2 separate regions of the Zea mays genome follow, and region 1 is linked to region 2. The links are chromatin contacts, called in public Hi-C maps. All regions are on one chromosome and are shown on one strand. Each heading gives the region's core, a stretch centred on a gene start, on an enhancer-like site or on the middle of the called end of the contact. The rest is flanking DNA. Distances are from core to core; before and after follow the strand shown.

Region 1 (5,267 bases), core at 305-2,804, 310 kb before region 2:
AGCGACGCGAACATCCGGTCCTTCCGTCCCGGGACCAGCCGCCCGGATCCCAGGAACATTCCGGAGCTCACCAGCTTGCCCTGCGCGTCTTCGCGTCTCCACTTCTCCACAAGCGGAATCTCCCGCTCTTTCGCCGCGAGCTGGCCCTGGAGCTCCTCGGCGCGCGCCCTGGCCGCGGCCTCGCTGGCCCTGAGGCCCTCGTTGTCCCGTCGCAGGGCCTCCAGGGCGCGCTCTTTCTCCGCGACGGCCTCCTGCAGGCCGGCGTTGTCGGCGCCGGCGGCCTCGAGCGCCTCGGCGGCCGCGTTGGCCTCCTCGACCGCCTGCTCCAGCGCGCGGCGCAGGCCGGCGTTGTCCCTCCGCGCGGCGGCGGCGTCCTCCTCGGCGGCGCGCGCGCGCGCCACAAGTGCCTTCTCCCTGGCGCGCCACCCGGCCGCGGCGTCCTTCCAGTTGGACGTGAGCGCGCCGACCTGCTCGGTGGCAGACCACAGCTCCGCCTCGGCGCCCTGGAGCAGGCCCCGGAGCCTGTCGGCCTCGGCGTTGCTGGCCTCCACCTCGGCCTGCGCGCCGGAGAGCCACGCCTTGACCTGCTTCGCCTCCACGGTGACCGCGGACAGCGCCGCGGCGAGCTCGTCGGCCGCCTTCCGGCTCCGCTCCTCGGCCTGCTGCGCCGCGCGGAGCTTGGCCCTCAGCCCGTTGATCTCCTCGTCGACGCCGCCGAACATGAGGTCCATGACGCTCCACTGCTGCGCCTGCACGGCCGGCTCAGCAGCGGCGCCGCCCTCGCCCTGCTGCTGCTGCTGCTGACGCAGCGTGGCGACCTCGAGCGAGGCCTCCTCGAGCGCGATCTTGGCCTGCTCCAGCTCCTTGGTCTGCTGGACCAGCGACTCCAGCATCTTCATCTCCCTCTGCTTCGCCGACGCCACCTCCCGCTCCAGGAGCCGCACACGCTCCTTGGTGGCGCTTCCGTCGCTCACCCGCGGCGGCTCCTCCATGTCCGTCCGCAGCAGCGGCGGCCGGACGCCATTTTCCGGCTGCGCCATCACCTCCTGGTCCGTCGCGCTGCCGTTGGCGTCGCCACCGTCCTGACCCTGCTGCGATGAGTCCGTCACGTCGACACGTTTACAGCTACTACTGTGCACTCTGTTCTTGTCTAAATAGTAACATAGACGGAGAGGTAGGCACCTGGACCTGGGAGACGAACGTGGACGTGGTGGACCTGCTGCGCTCGTGCCGAGGCTTCATCTGCCTGGGAGACAGAGGCGGAGTAGTGGTCCACGGCCCGGACCCCCAGGACCTGGATCTGAGAAGTCGTCAACAATTCAGGAAGACGGCTGCATCGGCTGGTCCGTCGCAGTTCGCAGAGCAAGTGCGGCGGCGTCCACAGCCTGCCCTGCCCTGCCCCGCTGCGGAGCTGCCCGTGCCGGAAAGCGCAATAAAACGGAGCCGTTCATTTTATAGGGATGGCAACTGACAGTGGCATGAGAGTGAGTTGAGATTACATAAACAGAATTGAGCTGTGCAGCTCGGGGGTTTGGGAGCAGGTGAGGTTGAGAAAGAGACGCAGGCTTCTACCTCCACCCTTCGCGTTGCCTACGTACTAGTACTTGCGAGTGATCGCAGGCCCACCGCCCACCGTCGGACTGTTGTTTTTTCTTATTTCTATCTTTTGATTTGGTCACAAGAGCATTACAGGGATTACGAAGGAAATAAACTAATTTTTCTCTCAATCCACTCGAATTTCCCGTAATCTCTGGATACCAAATCAACTCTACAAATATAATTTCTACTGAATGGTATGCGCGCGTGATCCAATGGTGTATATGAACACCTTCTCCTTTGCACTCTCGCATTACTATGGCCGTTGAAAATACGCATTTTCATATATACGGCTTCGGCCGAAAATAGCCATGTGATGTGCACTTTGATAGGTAAATCAGTTTAAGTTGTTTCTAGCAGTATTTTCTATTTTTCTTCTTTATATATTCAGTTCTTATAAATACTTTTAAAATATTCTCTCATCTATATCTTATTTCTCTTCAACATTACCATCTATATCTCATTCTCTATATGTCAAAGACTCATATTAGAGACGTATTTTGCACTAGTTTTTTTGTACGTACGTATTTATCATACTCTCAAATATCTTATGCATATTTTAGTTCTGCTTAATCTATTGGCTAAAGTATAAAATATATAGAGTAGATGAGAGAGAGTCTCTATGTACACGTATATAAAATGAAGGAGTGTCCTCTATATATTTACGGGAGACTTTAGATGACATAATTAGAAACTATAGAGAAGAGGATCTTATCTATATTTAGGGCACATTGACATATAATGTCTCCCATTGGAAACAATCTTACTAGGATATTGTGGTACTATAGTGAACAAGATGGACAAATTATCTCCTTATCAAGAACCTTAGGGCCTGTTTGGTTCGCAACTAATTGTGGCACACTTTGTCTAAGGTTAGTCACCTAAATTGAAGAACCAACCATAGCCAGAAAAAGTTAGACAAAGTGTGACAAGTTAGGCAGCAAACCAAACAGACCCTTCACTCGTCTATAAGTGAGAGCCATTCCCAACAATCACCATATATATGGAGAATTTTTTATCGGTCATAATAGTTTTGTCAGCCACAATAATTCTTGTAGGTTATAATATCCCACAAAAGGTAATTGTTTTTTATCGAGAAGGTTTAGCCAACGAAAATAAATCAATTTCTATCGGCCTAAACAACATAGCAAATGGAAAATTACTTTATTCTCATCAACTTCCTATACAACCATCGAAAATAAGCAATCTTCATCGATTGTACTAGACAGACTTACAAAATTACTGATGTCAGCACCCGAAAAAGGTCGTACTCTCATATACTAACAATACACTTTTCAAAAAGATCCCATTAGTAAGAGAAAACTTAAATAAGGCTCGACTGGCACCAGCCACATGTCCCTGAGGCCCTACATACCGAGGGGCATGCCTGACTCTGACTAAGTCTAGGTCTCCCTATGCCAGGGACCAGGTCTCGAGACCCTCTCATCCTCTGGCGACCTGTACATTGGGGGCAATTTAGGGCCCTATCAGTATTCAGGATCCTCCCGGTCTCCTGAGGTACTTCAGGTGAGTAGCTAACATCACTACTTGCCCAAGTATAGGGCCCCTAGAAGACCTATATATAACTAGATATTAGGCATCCTCCAAGATGCCCTTGAGGTGAGCGAATTGGAAGACGGAGTCCTTGAGGCACAACGGAACCAAGCAGGAGATGCATCCTATTGCAGGATGGTATTGGGTGGTATGACCTCGGTACCAAGTGCGCCTCTACTTAGGATGGGGACATGGCACTAGGTAGTCAATATAAGGCTTTCGTCCATCACATTAAATGTCATGGGTGACATTGCAGTCAAGTAGGTGCACCATGGCCACTCCAACGTTAGTAGCTGTACTCACAATCCCTATGCAATACGTGTCACCATCCATGTTGCCATAGGATTAGGTTGTAGGCATACCCAAGGCCACTATGCAGTGTGTACCATTGTCCTGGTTGCCACACCTAAACATACTAACATTTCTATAAGCATTATCATGTGTCATTTACCAACTATGTTGGGCCAAATGGGGTGGCTTCAATACTTGTGAACTTCATGTCTGAGACAAGATAGGAGAAGTTAAGCCTATGTTGGGCAGGGCCTGCTATCCACTAGGCATATATAACTCTCTCCTTGAAGAGAAGCATATGACCAAGCAACACAAGCCAATCATGTGCACTTGTGTACCCATTGTGGTGCTAGGGTTCTGCCTTTAAGGTTGTACCCTAGGTTTTGAAGCCATAATGTGGGGATCCGCCTCTTTAGCCATTGCCTCAAGAGCCATGCCATTGGATCCACTAGTAGTACGTCACTAAAAGTTCCCTTTAAGGGGAACACAAATCTGAATGTCACTCTAGAGGGGGGGGGTTCAGCGAAGCCTGAAATGCTTGCTTACATCCACGTTGGTGTTAGCCAACCCGGCTTTGAATCTATTTCAACTCCTTCCTCTGTTTGCTTAGATTCACCACTAGGTGACGGACCAGTCTTCCACTATTGTCGATGATGGTTACAACAGATCAACGGTTGTTTACAATCCTTGAGAACACTCCGGCTGAGTAACACTTCTCGCTTGATCAAGATCTTGCTAGCTCTATCTCCCAGTAGCACTTCTTCTCTCTCTCTTTTGGCTTATAACTGCGCCAACACTAGATTTAGAGAGAAATACATAAGAGAGGGAGTACAGAATGATTCTACACTTTGTGGGCTATTTAGATGTGCTTAGGGTACTGAAATAGGACGTCTTGGGGTCCTTTTATAGCCCAAAGAGCCTCCATAGTTGTTTCCCCTTTCTTCAACAACTTGCTAAAAATCTGCTTGTTGTAGGGGTACCGGACCAGTCAGGTGTGCCACTGGACCAGGTTCCTTAACCCTAGTCTGGGATCTGATTGAAGCCTTTCCATAACTGTCGGGCATCAGACCGATCTGGTGGACCTCCTGATTGGGTGCCACATCAGCTAGCCATTAGCCAGCACACGCTCGCGCGAAGTAGCCATTGGAGGATGGTCAAGTGCACCACCAGACCGGTACTATAGACGGTACAGTAAATTTTCTAATAAAGTTCCCGAGACCTCAAAGTTCGGCTATGCTGGTAGTCCGGTGCACACAGACCAAGTCCAGTGCACCAGGCTTCCCGAATCCTCCTACTAGCCCCATTGCTTAGTCAGTCGGTGCGCCACCGAACCTTTCATGTAGACGGTTTGGTGCACCCAAACTGTCTACACTAAGGCCTTTTCTCCATTTATTTCTTCATTTGACTTCAACTCTTTGGAGGACTTTCCTGTTGGTCACTTGTTCTCAAATGCTATGAATCAAGAATAAGACAACACAATTGTTAAAGATTAAGGATCTTCGTCTTTCAAAGTATTATTTCCACATGGAGATAACAACCATTAGACGAAGATCAAGAGAGATTTGCCTTCATTATTTAATATATGAATAAGAAACCGAAGGGACAAAGATGAAGACTAGATCTTATTAATTCATTTATATTTGTATTCCATAAAACATAAATGAATATTCATTGGCATTAATATTACATTGATACCTTCGGCTTGCTCGAAGGCGTGAATGCAGGAGAGCGATAACAAATCAGCGTGAACAGTACGGTGGTACTGTTCATCTATTTATAGGCACGGGACACAGCCTAGGTGAAATTATACATATATCCTTGACACT
Region 2 (5,596 bases), core at 2,712-5,211:
TAGAAATTAAACTATCATTCTCAGTTCTAAGGCTTGAAATAGAGTCATGACAAATGCTATGCTCTTTGGTTAGGTTTTCACATTTTTCTACTTCCTAAGCATAAGTATTTTTCAATTTAACATGTTTTTTGTTTTCTTTAATAAGGAAGTCCTCTTAGCTATCCAAGAGTTCATCCTTCTCATGAATGGTTTCTATTAATTCATTTAATTTTTCTTTTTGTTCCATGCTAAGGTTGGCAAAAAGAGTAAGTAAATGATCTTTGTCTTCACTAGAGCTACCCTCATCACTAGATGTTGTATATTTGGGGGTGGCTCTAGAGTGTACCTTCTTTTTCTTGCCGTCCTTAGCCATGAAACACTTGTGGGCGACATTGGGAAAGAGGAGTCCCTTGTTGACGGTGATGTTAGCGGCATCCTCGTCGGAGGAGGAGTCGGCGGAGCTCTCGTCGGAGTCCCATTCCCGACACACGTGGGCATCGCCGCCCTTCTTCTTGTAGTATCTCTTCTCCTTCTTCCCCCTCTTGTCGTCGCCCCTGTCAGTATCACTTGAAAATGGACATTTAGCAATAAAATGACCAGACTTACCACATTTGTAACACACCCTCTTGGAGCGGGGTTTATAGTCCTCCCCCCTCCTTTGCTTGAGGATTTGGCGGAAGCTCTTGATGATGAGCGCTATTTCCTCGTTGTCAAGCTTGGAGGCATCGATTGGAAGCCTACTTGATGTAGACTCCTCTTTCTTCTCTTCTGTCGCCTTGAATGCGACAGGTTGCACCTCGGGTGTGGAGGTGGCACCTTGCTCCAAGTTGACGATGTGTTTGGAGTCTTTGATCATTAGTTTGTATCTAGGATACCCACGAATTAAATGCACTTGAGTGGGATTGCGAAAAACAAGGGATCTTAGAATAACCTTGACCATCTCATGGTCATCCCATTTGGTGCTCCCGAGGTTGCGCACTTGATTGACCATCGCATTGAGCTGGTTGTACATGGCTTGCGACTCTTCTCCTTTGTTGAGGACGAATCAACTGAGCTCCCCCTCGATCGTCTCCCATTTGGTGATCTTGGTCACCTCGTCCCCTTCGTGCGCGGTCTTGAGCACGTCTCAAATTTCTTTGGCGCTCTTTAACCCTGGCACCTTGTTATACTCCTCTCGACACAAGGAGGCGAGGAGTATAGACGTGGCTTGGGAGTTAAAGTGCCTAATTTGGGCAGCTTAGTCCGAGTCATAGTATTTGTCCCCCACCTATGGTACCTGCGCTCCAAATTCAACTATATCCCAAATGCTTTCGTGGAGTGAGGTTAGGTGATGCCTCATTTTATCATTCCACATACAATAATCTTCACCGTCAAAATATGGTGGTTTTCCTAAGGGAACGGAAAGTAAAGGAGCACACTTTGAAATACAGGGATAACGAAGTGACATCTTACTATACTTCTTGCGCTCATGGTGCTTAGAAGCGATGGATGAGTTGGAGCTTGATGAAGTGGAAGGTGACGACAAGTCGGTCTCGTAGTAGACCACCTTCTTCATCTTCTTCTTCTTGTCGCCCTTTCGATGCGTCTTGTTGGAGGAAGAGGATTCCTTCTTATGCTTGTGGCCGGACTCCCTTGAAAGGGTTCTCCCCGAGCTTGCGGGCTTGTCGCCGGTCACGATCTCCCTCTTGGCATGATCTCCCGACATCACTTCGAGTTGTTAGAATCTAATGAAGCACCGGGCTCTGATACCAATTGAAAGTTGCCTAGAGGGGGGTGAATAGGCGTAATATGAAATTTACAACTTTAAAATCACACTACAAGTTGGGGTTAGCGTTAGTACTTAAATCAAGTCCAGGAGAGAGGGGAAAACAAATCAAATGGAAATCAAGCGAATGAACATGGTGATTTGTTTTACCGAGTTTCGGTTCCAAAGAACCTAATCCCCATTGAGGTGGTCACAAAGACCGGGTCTCTTTCAACCCTTTCCCTCTCTCAAACGGTCACCTAGACAGAGTGAGCTTTCTCCTTAATCAAACGGGTCACTTAGACCCCGCAAGGACCACCACACACTTAGGTGTCTCTTGCTTTGATTACAAGTCACTTTGGAACTAGAATTAAGAGGGAAGAAAGCGATCCAAGCAACAAGAGCGCAAATGAACATGAACACACACTCTCTCAAGTCACTAGGTGGTTGGAATGAATTTGGGACTTGAAGAGGCTTTGATCTTTTGATTTGTGTCTAGGAGTGAATGCACTAGCTCTTATATTGAATGAAAACTTCAGAAGACTTGGATGCTTGGAGTTGTGGTGGTTGGGGGGTATTTATAGCCCTTAACCACCAAGAAGCCGTTGGGGAAGGCTGCTGGTCCGGTGCACCACCGGACTGGTCCTGTTCACTATCCGGTGCGCCGCCACGTCACCCAACCACTAGGATTCGGGAGCAGTCGACCGTTGGCACCGTTGTCTTCTTGTGTCACCGGACAGTCCGGTGCCACACCGGACAGGTACTGTTCACTGTGCGGTGCGCCTTTGACTCTGCGGCTCTGACTCTGCGCGCACTGTTCCTCTGTCAGCCCCTTTTGCAGTCGACCGTTGCGCGAGTTAGCCGTTGCTCCTCTGGCACACCGCACAGTCCGGTGAATTATAGCGGAGCGCGCATGCTGAAACCCGAGGGTGGCTGGTTCAACCCTGTATGGCCCTGGTGCACCGGACACTGTCCAGTAGCACACCGGACAGTCCGGTGTGCCAGACCAGAGCACTCTTGGTTTCTTTTGCTCCTTTGAATTTGATCCGTAACTTGAATATTTATTGGTTTGTGTTGAACCTTTTTGCACCTGTAGAACATGTATTCTAGAGCAAACTAGTTAGTCCATATATTTGTGTTGGGCATTCAACCACCAAAATTAATTGTGGGAAAAGGTTAACCCTATTTCCCTTTCACTCTCTCCCATCATGCCTTCACCTCCGCGCCACCCCATTCTCGGCAGAGGGAGTAGGAGCATGCGCCTCCTTCTCGTATTCGTCCGACACCAGCCCCGACACCGACTCGCGCAGTGGCTATTGCACGTCCACGAGGACGTTTCACATCATGTGTGCACCATCGTTTTCGCCGTTGTCGGACGTCCCGTTCGTCTTCCCGGCCTTCACGCTGTTCTTCCTCCCCAGCCTGCTGCCCCCGCCCACGGTCGCAGCCGCGAGCCGACCGACGCTCGTCGACACGGGTACGGTCATGCTCCTGGCCTTTCTCCGTGCGTGCCGTCGAGGAGGGCATGGTGACGCCTGCCACGCTTAGGTTATCTTGGCGATGAGGAGTCCAGGTCTGAATATTGGACAACCAAGGCCCGTAGCGTGGCAGCGGTCGGCATATGCTACGGAGTTGGTGGTGGTGTTGTGTCGCTTCGGCGAGTCTAAGGCTGGGAAAACACTTGCATTCTCTCGTCCTTCTCGGATTGACGTCTGGTGCGTGTGCCTCTCAGTTTGGAGCTGCTCCGGCTGGGGTTCTTCCTCCGCTTGCGTGCTCTCTCCCTATATATCTAGCGGTATACTATCTATGTCGACTCCAGATGTCCAGGTCTTCGTCGTGTCCTTCTTCGACAACGAACATGTATGTCCGCTTCTTTCCTTCCCCTCATGCTCTACGAAACCTTGGAAGTGGGAGAGACGAGGGATGGAGGTCTCTGATTTGCTGTCTATGGTACTCGTGCGTTCATAAAAAATATTATGCGAAGAGCGGAGACAATCAATAAAAAATCTTAAAATCTTTTTATAAATAATTTATATGGATATTGTTATGAGCCGTCGCAACGCACGGTTAACCGATTAGTTTATACTAATTTTTAACTTCTATAGCAATACATAAGCGTATATCTAGTCTTTTTTAAAATATTAAATTTATAGTAACAATTTAGATAACACTTTCGTCTCAATTGCCATCTATTCGTCTCCCACCCCACCCGCACCAAACCCCTAATCACCACACAACCAAAACCCAAACAACACGTGTCCTCCTACAATTGCCGACGTCGCCGTCGTCTTCGCCAGAGCAGCGCCAGCGGTAAGACATTCCGGCCCGCTCCCGCTCCTTCCCGTTGTCTCGTAAGCTGCGAGGAATCCCCAGCTCGTCTTGCCCCGGTTCGGCTTGTACTAGATCTCGCGTTCCGACGGGGCTTCCCGTTGTTTTTTTATCCTTGCTCCTGGATTTTATCAAAATTCGAGCTAGTTTGCTTAATCCGGCGCGCGCTCTGTTGTGGTTCCAGGTTGTTTTGTATCTCCTCGTCGGACCCAGCGTTCCAGTCGAGCATGGCTTCGATTCCGCCTCCGTCTTCCTCCGTCGCTGCCCTCACCCGCCAACCGTAAGAAGCCCTTGCTTGCGCGCCCTTGCTGGTTCGCATGTTTGCGCCGGCTCGGTTTGTTCTTGAGGAAACAGGACGGAGGGTTTGCTCCTACTGGCATTTGTTTCTGGCTCGGTTTGTTGATCGTCTTTGATTTGGTCTGCTTTGGAACACAAAAACCGCAACCAAAGTGCACGTTTTTGTATGCCTGATATAATCTGTCTCAACCTGTGTGAACTAGTCAGTAAACTCAATAATTGGTGAAACGCAGGAGAACATAGGTACAGCGGGATACATTTTTTTTTCACTTGACAGTGATGTGAAAGAGTATCCTTGGGAGTCGGAACTCAACTAGAGATTTTTTTTGCGAGAATTCTAACGTTCATTCGTAAGGCTACACTCGTTTGGGTGTTTGAGAATGATTGTTGGTTTCTGATCGCCTGTTTGCTACAACGCAGGGCCCAGTTCTTGAAATGGTGCAGTGTATCCAAGGAGACAAAGGCATCGGTCTGCAGTTTCTTGGCTACAAATTCAAACAGCACTAGGGTGAAATCAGTGGGCTTGAGAGTAGCATTATCCTTCAAAAATGATGGTGGTTATCCAGCTGACGGTTTCTCTGGGAATGGCAACACGCTATTGCCAAAAAGCACATCCGTTCGTGGCGAGGACCATCCGGTTGCTGATCCTGTACTCCCAATGGATTCAATGATGACGCCAGAAATCCTCTCTGCTAATTTGGCACTTGTTATGGACAAGTTCTCAGATGATGACACAGATACTGAACTTGATTTGGATAGCCCGACAGAGGGCTTCGCGTCGATTCCAGATGCCATTGAGGACGTACGGCAAGGAAAAGTTAGTACATCTTTAAATGTTCTTATGATATCTATTACTTCCATCTTAAAAAAAAACTCAGCCCGGGAATGAAAGACCACCCTCCTAGTATTATATTAAGAAGAGACCGAAACATGGTCTCGGTCAAAAAAAAAATCCTCAAACCCTGACCCCATCAGTAGCGGGCTATCACCGCCCACTCTGCAACGGGTCAGCCAGTGGGTGGCACGCGGGACGTAACCTAGGAGCGGGCAGGATACAACGAGGCGATTTTTTTAACCAAGTCAGAAATTCGTCCCAGATGGGATCGAACACGGGATCTAAACGTGCTACTCGTAAGCCTTAACCATTATGCTAGAGTCCCTTTCACTCTATTACTTCCATCTCATCTATTGTCTGCTAACATTGTTTTATACTTGAAGCTTGTGATTGTTGTTGATGACGAATCAAGG

What was found. Hi-C and Micro-C count contacts between places; a contact is called where the count stands out from the background.
Region 1: a contact with region 2 is called in a Hi-C map of leaf, with 7 times the contacts expected there. The contact joins the promoter of LOC103653665 here to the promoter of LOC100383821 in region 2. A contact is called at or near these places in 4 of 25 Hi-C or Micro-C datasets (bundle sheath, ear and leaf).

Annotation. Positions count from the first base shown.
Region 1 is chr4:128,561,290-128,566,556 of Zm-B73-REFERENCE-NAM-5.0, reverse strand. It overlaps LOC103653665, which reads right to left and starts at 1,554. Exons shown (of 2, transcript XM_008680497.4): 1 at 1,189-1,554; 2 at 1-1,088. The coding sequence starts at 1,242.
Region 2 is chr4:128,251,356-128,256,951 of Zm-B73-REFERENCE-NAM-5.0, reverse strand. It overlaps LOC100383821 (Bifunctional riboflavin biosynthesis protein RIBA 1 chloroplastic), which reads left to right and starts at 3,961. Exons shown (of 8, transcript NM_001319060.1): 1 at 3,961-4,033; 2 at 4,236-4,331; 3 at 4,769-5,165; 4 at 5,567-5,596. The coding sequence starts at 4,279.